2 separate regions of the Mus musculus genome follow, and region 2 is linked to region 1. A link is a contact called in public Hi-C data. All regions are on one chromosome and are shown on one strand. The core of a region is the stretch at or near the end of the contact, and the rest is flanking DNA. Distances in the headings are between cores, read along the strand shown.

Region 1 (5,278 bases), core at 1,346-3,845:
ACTAATAGACCTGCCTCAAGGAATAAGGCACAGAGCAACAGGAAAGATTCCTGATGTGACCCTAGGGCCTCCTAATGCTCATGCATACATGTGCAATGACGCATATGAGCACACACATACAAATGCTTATCCCATGTGCATACATATGGAACATAAAGTAAACTATCATATTCATAAAGGTATGCATTGGTTTTGTCAAAAATAGAACCTCCTTGTAAAGTCAGTTTGTGACTTGCAAATTGTAGTTTGTGGTGGTTGGAATAAGAAGGTCCCCATGGGCTCATACGTTTGAATGTTTGGTCCACAGTTAGTGGTACTGCTTGAGGAGGATTAGGAGGCCTTAAATATAGGCTGTGTGTGTGTGTGTGTGTGTGTGTGTGTGTGTGTGTGTGTGTGTGTGTGTGTACACAAACAGCATGGCCTTATAGGGGGAGGTGTGTCACTGAGAGCTAGCTTTGAGATTTCACTTCCAGTTAGCTCTGTCTCTCCCCTGTGGCTGTAGATCAGAGTTAGCTGCCAACTACTGTTCCAGCACCATTCCTGCCTAATGCCATGCTCCCAACCCTGATGATCATGGGCTTGCCCTCTGAAACTGTAAGCAACCCCCCAGTCAAAGGTTTTCTTTTAACAAGTTGCCTTGGTCATGGTGCCTTGTCACATGGATAGAGTGCATGACTCTTGATTGGCAATAAGTTAAAGGGGACCCAGATTCCTCCTACTGTTTTTTGTTTGTTTGGTTGGTTGGTTGGTTGGTTTGGTTTTTTGAGGATTTGATGTGTTTCCCTATATATTCATTCATTAGTATATGTATACACGTATCTGTGCTCATGCTTAGGAACAGAGCCTATCTCCGTTGAGTCAGAGTCTCTCACTGTACCTGGGGCTCACCAACATTTTTGACAGGACTGCTAGCAAGCCACAGGGATCCTCCTGTTTCCACCTCCCAGCCTGGGATTTCACTTGCACAACCATACTCAGCATTTTTAAGTGGGTCTTGGGGATTGAACTCAAGTCCTCGTGCTTGCAAGGTTATCACTATACCAACTGACCTATATCCTCAGCCCAAGATTTGAAACTTTAAGTTACATGGCCTGATTTTCCCCCCAGGCAGGCAGCATCTAAAGAGGAATTTCTCCTTACAACAGACAATCAAATAACACCTGTGGCTTAGGTTCCAACTGAACTGTCATTCTCCATTTAACTAAACATGGTAGACACATACTGGATTTTCAGAATGAGACTGTCCACACCTCCTGTCTCAGCCTTAGTGGCTCTGGTGGAGGCTTCCCTTCCTCTAACTGCCTCCTCTTTCCAGCCTCTCACTTCCCCTGGTGCAGAATTACAAAACCAACTGCATTGAGAGCATATTGGAAAAAGCGTTAAGTCAACAAGTTATATTTTCTTTGGAAAGGAAGAGCAGCGAGTGGAAAATGAACAACAGTTCAGATCAGGTTAACAGAGTCCTTAGCTGGAAAAAATCCTCTCCAGTTTCCCATGATGGATACAGCACATTCATTCAGCTGCCCCCTGTGGCTCCTGGAGCATAAGACATGTTCAAGTTTCCAGCATATTCAGCAAGTGTGGTGGTGGAACAAAGAGGGTTTCAGCTGAAGCATGCATGACCCCAGGTTATATAATGAAGAAGACAGGAATGCCAGCTAAACAGATGCAGATATTCTTGGGTCAGAGTCTTGTCAATTACAATCTCCTTTGGTTAGATGGTCAAGAGCATTGCCTATAAAACTTATACTTACTCTGTAAAAGTTGGGGTTAGAGTACGTCAAGGACATGGCTCAGTTGTCAGAGTACTTTCCCAGCATGCATGAAGGCCAGTGCCCAATAGCTCATAAACCTGGTCTGGAAGCACAAAGCTGAGAGCTTAGTACCATAGAGGTGCAGGAAGGCGAATCGGGAGTTCAAGGTCATCCTTGGCTAAGATAGGAGTTCAAGACCAGCATGGGGCTACACAAGATCCTGTCTTTAAAAAATAATGAAGAAAGAGTACTAATGAGTCACAAAGAGATACTAGATTCTCACTGTATAACTGGAAATAGGTGCTACTCAAACATGGGAAAACCTCTTCCTCTATACCTCTCTCCCTCTGACATGCCAATCTTGGTTGGAATGGGTATTATTTTAAACTGAGTTGTTAAGCAGCGGTAACCTTGCTTGAAAGCAGCGCTTTCAGTTTTTATTAAATCATACACGTGTGCCTTCTTTCCTGGTTTGAAGTGTGCATTCCCTTCAGCTCTACAGGGTCTGAGAGTTCTGCAGATTTGCTGGCCTCTGGAGTCTTCTATGGAAGATTTCCAAGAGCCAAAGCTGTGCAGTGTAAATTTCACGGTTTTATGAGGACCATTCATTTTACTTCATCCTGAGAGGAGCCAAGGAGCTGTTTCTCTTTTTTTCCAGTTGGCATTCAACTGAATATCTGACTTAGAAAATTCCTGACTGAGTGTATAGGTGTTTCGTGCACAAGCCCATGCTATGCTCAACAGCTTTTGAAAGGAGATGCCTGGCATGAAAAATTACCAGTGCTTAAATGGAACGGGATGGGACCTGCTCTATCTCGTTCAAACATCTTCTGTGTCTGAGGAAGTGAAAGATGGTTGTCTTGCTCAGTACATAAAATGAAACTAGACAACTTACAGTGATTGTGTGAGTTTCTAATTTGCTTTCGATTCAAACAATATGTCAGGAGAGTTCATACCTAGAATATATAAATAATCATAAAAATTAAGTTCCAATCAACAAATTAGCCAATGAGCTGAAGAGACAGTTTTCAAAAGAAGAAACACAAATGAAAAATAAGTACTTGAAAAAGTGCTTGACACCCTTAACCACCACAGAAATGCACACTGAAGTTGCTTTGAGCATCCATCTCACCCCAGTCCAGATGGCTATCCTGAAAACAAATGGTAATGCTGGCCAGGATGTAGATAAAAGAGGATGTCGGATGAAACTACTGTGCAGATTCCTTAGAAAACTAAAAGCAAGACTACCATATGACCCAACTGCAATATTTCTGGATATACTGTCTGAAAGTCACTAAATCAACATAGCACACAGACATTTGTGTTTATTGCCACACTGAAAATTCATGATCACTAGCAAAAGGAAGCAGCTGAAATGTCCATCAGTGGATGAGTAGATAAAAAAGCATGGTGGACATGCACACATTGGGGTTTTATCAGTCATGAGAAGGAACAAAATCATGACCTTTGCAGCAATGCAGATGGAACTGGAGATCATTGTATTAAGCAAAATAAGATTCACAAAGACAAATACTATATGTTTTCCCTCACATTCAGGCTCTTAGTTTTAAGTATGCATGTGTGTGCATGTGTGTGCATGTATGTGCATGTGTGTGTGTGTGTGTTATGAAAGTAGAAATAGGGGTGAGGTAGGGAAAGCAGAGGCTTTAAGGAAAGAGGAGAGAAGAGAAAGCAGGAAGGACCACTACACTCACGAACTCACAGCACCTGAGGCTGCCTGGCCACAACCTGTGCAAGATCAAGCTTGTCAGCATTCTAGTATGGAGTGTCAAGGGCTTCATAAGCCTCACCACCCCACCTTCCCATCTGAGAAGCTGTGTACAATTCATGGTGTGGAGAAAAGAAAGTAGTTTGTTAAGGGAGTGGCTCATGGGAGATACCACATGGCCTGTGCCCCACAGGGGCACAGAAATACAAAGACAACACAAATCAGAGTTGATAAATTTTTATATAGTAGTACATGAAATCCAGAAGAAATGAGGGTGGATCTCAGTTGGAGGTAGAGGAAAACTTGGGGATAAATATGATCAAAATACATTGTAAGAAACTCAAAATTAGTTAATAAAACATTTAGTTAACTAAACAAAGAGAAAGGGAGGAAAGAAATAGAAATGGAGCGAAGAAGTATATGTAACATGTAAGCAGAAGAGGGTGTGGTTCAGGAAGAGAGAAAGAACCCAGCAGGAATGACATAGAAGAGCTGGGGAAGGAAGGCAGATAAGAAGTCACCATGGCATATACATATATTTAAAATGCTGTCATGACTCAGTGTGTGAACTGGGACGTTTATTAAAGATCACATCAAATCATATGTTCAGCAGGAAGCATCCCTGACAGCGCACTCGCTTTTATAGCTAGCTTAAGGTTCTTTAGACCCATTAGAAAAAGATGCAGTTCTCATTCTAAAAAGAATGCAAGCAAATTAGTTTGTACAAAAAAAAAAAAAAAAAAAGCAATATGTAGCCTAACAGAGTTTCTCCCAATGGCACTGCCTTTGTTGGATTTTGTTACTAAGATAAAAAGACTCTAACAAAAAAGCAACTAGGGGAGGAAAGGGTGTGCTTCAGCTTACAGTTCCATGTAACAGTTTATCACTGAGGAAATTCAGGGCAATAACTCAAGTCAGGGACCTGGAGGCAGGAAGTGAAGCAGAGACTGTGGAAAACATCACTTGCTGGCTTGTTTCCTGGCCCACATTCAGCTATCTTTGCTACAGCCCAGGTTCACTGCCCAGAGTGGGCTGAGCCCCCCCACCTACTTCAATTAGCAGAAAGAAAATGCTCTGCTGACATGCCCACATGCCAACCTGATCTTTATGTGTGGTGTGTGTGTGTTTCTGCACATGTGGGTGCACACGTGAATGCTGGTGTGTATGTATGTATATATGAGAGCATACACATGTGTGAGAACATGTATGTGAAAGCCAGAAGCAAACCTCAGGCGTCATCCCAAGGCATCTACTTTGCTTTTTGAGACAGGCTCTCTCACTAGCCTGGAACATGATGACCACACTAACCCCAGGGACCCACCTGTCTCTCCCTTTCCATCACTGGGATTATAAGTGAGCACCACCATGTCTGTGAGCACCACCATGCCTGTGAGCACCACCACGCCTGTGAGCACCACCACTCCTGTGAGCACCACCATGTCTGTGAGCACCACCATGCCTGTGAATTAAGCTCAACTCTTCATGCTGAAGCAGCCACCACTTTACTAAGGCATTCCCCTGGTCCCTACTTATAATGTTTTAATAGAGAGCATCTGGCTTGGTCTGTCCAACTCTGACAATTAATTCCCAGAGTCTATGATGAGACAGACATTCTAACTTACACACTTGGCTCTTCAAAACTTTTATCAAGACTGTGTTTTGGATAAAGAGGACAAAGGAAGATAGCTGTCTCAAAGGCAGCAAAGCCAAGGTCTATGCCCTGAGAAACGATGACTGCCCAAGTCTCGGCATCCTTCCTTGGGCCATTGTGAGACTGCAGGCCTGGCTTGGTTGC
Region 2 (5,278 bases), core at 779-3,278, 140 kb before region 1:
GTCTCAAAGGCTTCTTTCTGCTTTGCATACTAAAGAACTCAAAGACCAAAATTTTTACAAGGGGAAAATATAAGTAATGACAAAGATGTCCACCGGCCAAGTACGTAGCTGAATGGCCTTTTAGACACTCGAAACTCTTCACTGTAATGAAAACATATTTTACTTTCTCAACACAAACTTTCTGAGATGTGCATGAGGCACATGGAAAACACGGCTAGTCTTTCTACAGGCAGCTCTTTCCATCCTGGATTTCTCAGGATTCTCAGAACTTTTCACAGTAAAAACATTTATTTACCTTTTAAACGGTCCCAAGCTACTCCTGATATATATCTATCTATATCCATATATGGATATATGTGTGTGTATACAGATATAGATTTAGATATACCCATACAAATATATATATACATGATAAAGTCTTTTGTGTTATCTCCAGTGAAGTGCAAAGCACATTACTTTCCCTTCATCTTCCCGCCTCTCCCTTCTGAATAAATAGTTACTGGCAAAGCTCTGAGAAAATATATTCCAAAACAAGTTGTTAGTATAATCCTCTGTGAAAGCAGTAAAAGGAACATTGCAAAGTTATCATTATTAAATGTCATGCTTTAGACAAGTATAAAGGTTAGGAATTAACAATGTGTTCATTTAGACTCTCTCTCTCTCTCTCTCTCTCTCTCTCACACACACACATACACACACACACACACACAAACTTCCCTGCCACCTATAAAGCAAATACACCTTCATCCTCAGGGTATGTGTGGGTGGTGGCCACATGAGTGACCTATCTTCTGGTTTTTAATTTATCACAAATATATATGATTATTAATTCAAAGTTGTAAAGCCTGAAACTCCAAACACTAAGGAACCGTCCCTAGACAGGCATCTCTGACAGGATTTAGAGCAACTTTAACATGTCCAAATGCTAGTGAGGTAGCATGCCTAGAGAAAGTGTACCTGTTAGCAGGGAGGCTCAAATTCAGAAAGTCAAGCCAAACAGGGCTCCTTCTGTTCCCCTGTTGGCGCCTCCAGTATCACCCCCCATTCTGACTAAGTAACCTCACTTAGCAGTCCTGGACAAAAATCTGAGAAGGGATTGGGATGGCTGGTGTGTGCACTTCATCCTCTCAACAGGAACTCTCTACATTTCAAAGAGAGCTGGGGACGCTTCACTTCCAGCACACATGTCAAAACTTGGCTCTTATACACCAGATTACCTCCCAGTCATCCAGAAATGTTTCAGGAGGCAATCACTGAGTCCCCCAAAAATGTGGGGACTTCTGCGCTGACATCACCCAAACCCCCTGGCTTGACCGGACTCCAAGAGGCACAGCAGAGTCCAACATAGAAAAGTTACTTGCAGACAGGAAACAGTGTCACTACCACCTTTCAAAGCAGCACGACCCCGCCTTTGTCTGCCGGGTAGGAGCCGGCTTCGGGACGCTGACCCTGTCCTGCTGCCGGGACAGGCAAGGCGGGCATCTGGCCCGGGGCGCGCAGCCACTGCAGCCTGGGTCTTAAGGTCTGGGTCTGCAGGGCCGAGGATGCAACAATGAACCAACCAAGCAGCAGCCTGGATTCCCCCCTCTCCAGGGGGCCCCTCCGCCCCGGCGCCCCTCGATCCGGGCCGCCGCCCGGGCCCTGCACCCTAGACCTCCCCAAGCAGCGCAGGGCCACCAGGCTCCCCGCTGCTCGCCTACGCCCGAGGGACCGCATACCCCAGCCCGCCCTGCAGGCCAACGACAGGGTCCCCCAGGCCGGGGTCAGACACCCGTCGCTTTCTCCCGGCGGGCGGCCGCCTTGCAAGCCCCTCGTCTTTGTGTGAGAAGTAAGTGTGGGGCCAGCCTACCTCGCACAAAGGCGCGCTGCTCCCTGGCGCGCTCCGCTGCTGGCGTTGGTACCCGGCACCTTAGCCACCGAGGTGGCGAGAGGGCGGTTCCGACGGCGGTTGCAACGCCGGAGTAAGAAGCCCGTCCGGCTCGGGGCGGCTCTCGCACCCGGCGGCCTCGCGCGTCAGAATTAAGTGGCGGGGCGGGCCGGGGACGGGGCGGGGCCGCTGAGTCATCACTAAGTCACGCCCAACTCCTAGGCCACGCCCCCGAACGGCCGACCACGCCCCCCGAGCTTTCAGCCTTGCTTTGCCCTAGTGGACTCAGATGAGAGCTCTGGATCCTTGGTCATGTGGCAGGGGCCTCTGTTGTGCGGGTTTACTTTCCTTTGCTTGGGTGCCCAGGAAAGGACCAGGAAGGTGGAAGGAAAAGTTGTCACCTGTCTAATGGAAGGTGTCAGCTGCAAGTTCACGGGGCCCACAATTTAAAATTCATTATGCATCTGCTTTTGAGTTTATTTCTCATCTTTCTGTCTCTCCTTTGTATATGTGTTTCTCTCTGTCTGTCCCTCTCATGCTCTGTCTCTCTGTTTGTCCTTCTCTTGCTCTCTCTGTTTCTCTTTCTGTTTGTCCTTTCTGTCTCTCTGTGTCTTATGTCTTTATGTATCTGTAGCTCTCTTACTGTGTGTCTATGTCTCTATGTTACTGTGTATCTCTTATTGTATCTCTGTGTTCTCTCTCCTTTTTGTTCTCCCCCACCCCTTTCTCTTCGGTCTGTTGAAACCCTGCCAAATATTTTTTTTGGAAGAAAATCAAAAAAGGAGTTTGTTATAATTACATAAAGTCACAGTCAACTGAAGGCTCAGAACCCACTGACCTGGGCTTTCCTCTCCACCCTCACCAAAGGGCAGATGGAGAATTTAGATCAAGGAAGGACTGATCTGATCTTTAAAAAAAAAAAATCTAATTTCATTCTCTAGCTCTCCTGAATTGTTTCCCTGCCCTACCCAAAATTCCAAGGGTGCCATTTACATGAATCACGAGTTCAGCCATTTACATGAATCACGAGTTCAAAAGCAGGCCCTGTCTCAGGGTGAGAACAAGGCCAGCAGGTTGATGGATTCCATACCAAAGCCTTTTCATTTTCTTGGCAACAGATGACTAAGGATTTATTTATTAGGAAACTTTTCTGACTCAAAGAGCTTAGGTCATATTTGCACAGGGGGAAAAATGCTGTCAGTGGATTTCAATGAGCAAATTACCTATTCCAAATGTTTCAGTCTTACAGAGTCCTCTTAGCCAGCTCCTGGGCATCCTCCCAATCCAGGAGCAATAGACACACTCACCCCAGGATTCACATTACTTCACATTAGTCTAAAATACAGCACGTAATAGTGATAACTTTGCAATATTCCTTTGCCGCTTTCTCATAGAGGTAAGCCAACAATAATTTCCTCAGAGCCTTCCCAGTCCCAGGGGCTCTCTGCTGTGCTTCACTCGCAGTCTTCTGCCATTCACCCCCATGCATGGAGTTTCCTCTCCCCCTGATGGCTCCCTAGTCTCCAAGCAGAGGGATCCTGCCTAGACTCCTACCCCTACCCACACTGACATCAACTCCTAAGTTCTGAATAGGATGAGCAGCTATCCCCTCCCCATCTCCGGTAGTGCCCACCACACTTGCCTCTGGGCTCTGTGACCACAGTATGGTAATGGTGTTCTAACTGGTCCTAGCCACCATTGTGTCAGGGTCCCAGCTGCTTTCTGGGTGAACTTTTAAATCAAAACTGATCCACCACTGCTGTTGCTGCAGCAGGTGCTGCTGCTGCTGCTGCTACAATATCTATTGTTTTAGCTATTTTTCCTGCCATTTTGACAAAACACCTGATAGAAACAGGGGAAGGAGGGTTTACTTGGGCTCACAGTTTCACAAGCTTGTGTCCTTCCCGGTGGCTGGTGTATCCAATGGTGACTTTACAAATGAGTGTCCAGAAGCAGACAAGAATAAGAGTAGAATAAGCTGCCAGTTATCATTTTCAAAAGCCCACTGCTAGCAATCTACACCCTGAAAATACCGTAGCCCCCCAAGCACCACCACTGGCTTAGAACACACACTGAAAGCATGAACCTCTTAGGAGCATTATAGATCCAATGTCTAATGTGTAACAGGTTCCCAATTCCTGCTACAAGGTGAAGTTCAAGCTGCTTAGTGCAGTCCTCCAAAGGAAAGTACCCTTCCCTGAAACCACCTTGACCATGGTCCCATGCTCTTCCTACACCCCTAAGCACCTGGGGCTCTGCTCAGCCACTGTGCTGCTGCTCTGTGACCACTGACAGTGGGATTCTGCCTCTGCCTGGAATACTTCTAACCACTCCCAGCATCCAAAAGTCTCGCTGAGTCTAAGGCTCCTCTGAAAAGCCTTCCCTGACCTGCTCTAACTGAATGGGTTCATTCTTCCCATCTGACCTGAGCACAGCATTGTAATTATCACATCACTGTTAATATGCACTCCCTGAGAGCATTTTGCGCCTGACATATAAGCTTATCTATACATCCTTGGGCTTAATTTAGCATGTGCCATATAAGAAGTGCTAGGGCCTAGATTGTATTCTCTCCTTGATATACAAATTGAAATCCTGACTACCCCTATCCCAATGGAGCAGTTTGCCAATAGTCCCTAGATAGAAGTAATTTCAGTAAATGGGATCATAAGTTTATTATTAGTGACTCTCCCTGTTGCTGAAGCAGGATACCTGGAAGGAGCAATTTCAGGAAGAATGTATTCATTTTTGACACATAGTTCAAGGGGACATAAATACCTCTATAGGAAAGGCATGTAACAGGGGTGTGAGGTGGCTGTTCACACTGTGCCAACCATCCAGAAGCAGAGAGAGATGAACGCTGGTACTCAGCTCTTCCTCCCTTTAATGTGGTCCTAGACCACAGCCTACGGAACAGCATCAGCCACATTTCAGGTGGGGCTTCTCGCTCAATTAACCTAACCTTTATAACATCCTCACAGATATACCTCAAGGCTTGTCTCTGGTGACTCTAGACCCTGTAAACCTTACAGCCACTATTAACCATCAAGACAATCTTATAGGAAGGAAAGTGACAAGCTCCCTTCTCCTCCCAATCTCTCTCTCTCTCTCTCTCTCTCTCTCTCTCTCTCTCTCTCTCTCTCGTTCTCTCTCTCTCTGACACACACACACACACACACACACACACACACACACACACACACATAAACGGATACCCGGACAAATGGACACACAGACACAAGGACACAAAGAGAAGACAGCCATTCAGAAACCAGAGGCCTTACCAGAAAACGATCTTTCTGGCTTCGTGACTCTTACATTCCAACCCCCACAACTGCATCAAAATAAAGTAAAGGGCCTTATATTCATATACCTCTCAGTCTGTGGTATTCTTGTGTGGCTGCCTGATCA

What was found. Hi-C and Micro-C count contacts between places; a contact is called where the count stands out from the background.
Region 2: a Hi-C map of uterus shows a contact between it and region 1. The contact joins the promoter of Fam107b here to the enhancer-like site in region 1. A contact is called at or near these places in 4 of 39 promoter capture datasets (the C10 cell line and liver), 4 of 484 Hi-C or Micro-C datasets (liver, nephron progenitors and uterus), 16 of 115 datasets of contacts at active chromatin or transcription factors (the 230-238 cell line, CD8 T cells, the SCID.adh cell line and 10 more) and 3 of 9 other capture datasets (adipose tissue, liver and pancreatic islet).

What each region holds. Positions count from the first base shown.
Region 1 is chr2:3,575,713-3,580,990 of GRCm38.p6, reverse strand. The region is part of intron 1 of LOC108168726; the gene reads right to left. Among named protein-coding and RNA genes, the nearest start is that of Cdnf, 65 kb to the right of the region's middle. Within about 2 kb of position 2,595, at least 25 of the 459 cell types and tissues checked have an H3K27ac peak or open chromatin away from gene starts, as enhancers often do. A contact at or near this core is called in hepatocytes, liver, regulatory T cells and 1 more, where this site is marked.
Region 2 is chr2:3,710,208-3,715,485 of GRCm38.p6, reverse strand. It overlaps Fam107b (family with sequence similarity 107, member B), which reads right to left and starts at 2,028. Exons shown (of 4, transcript NM_025626.4): 1 at 1,850-2,028.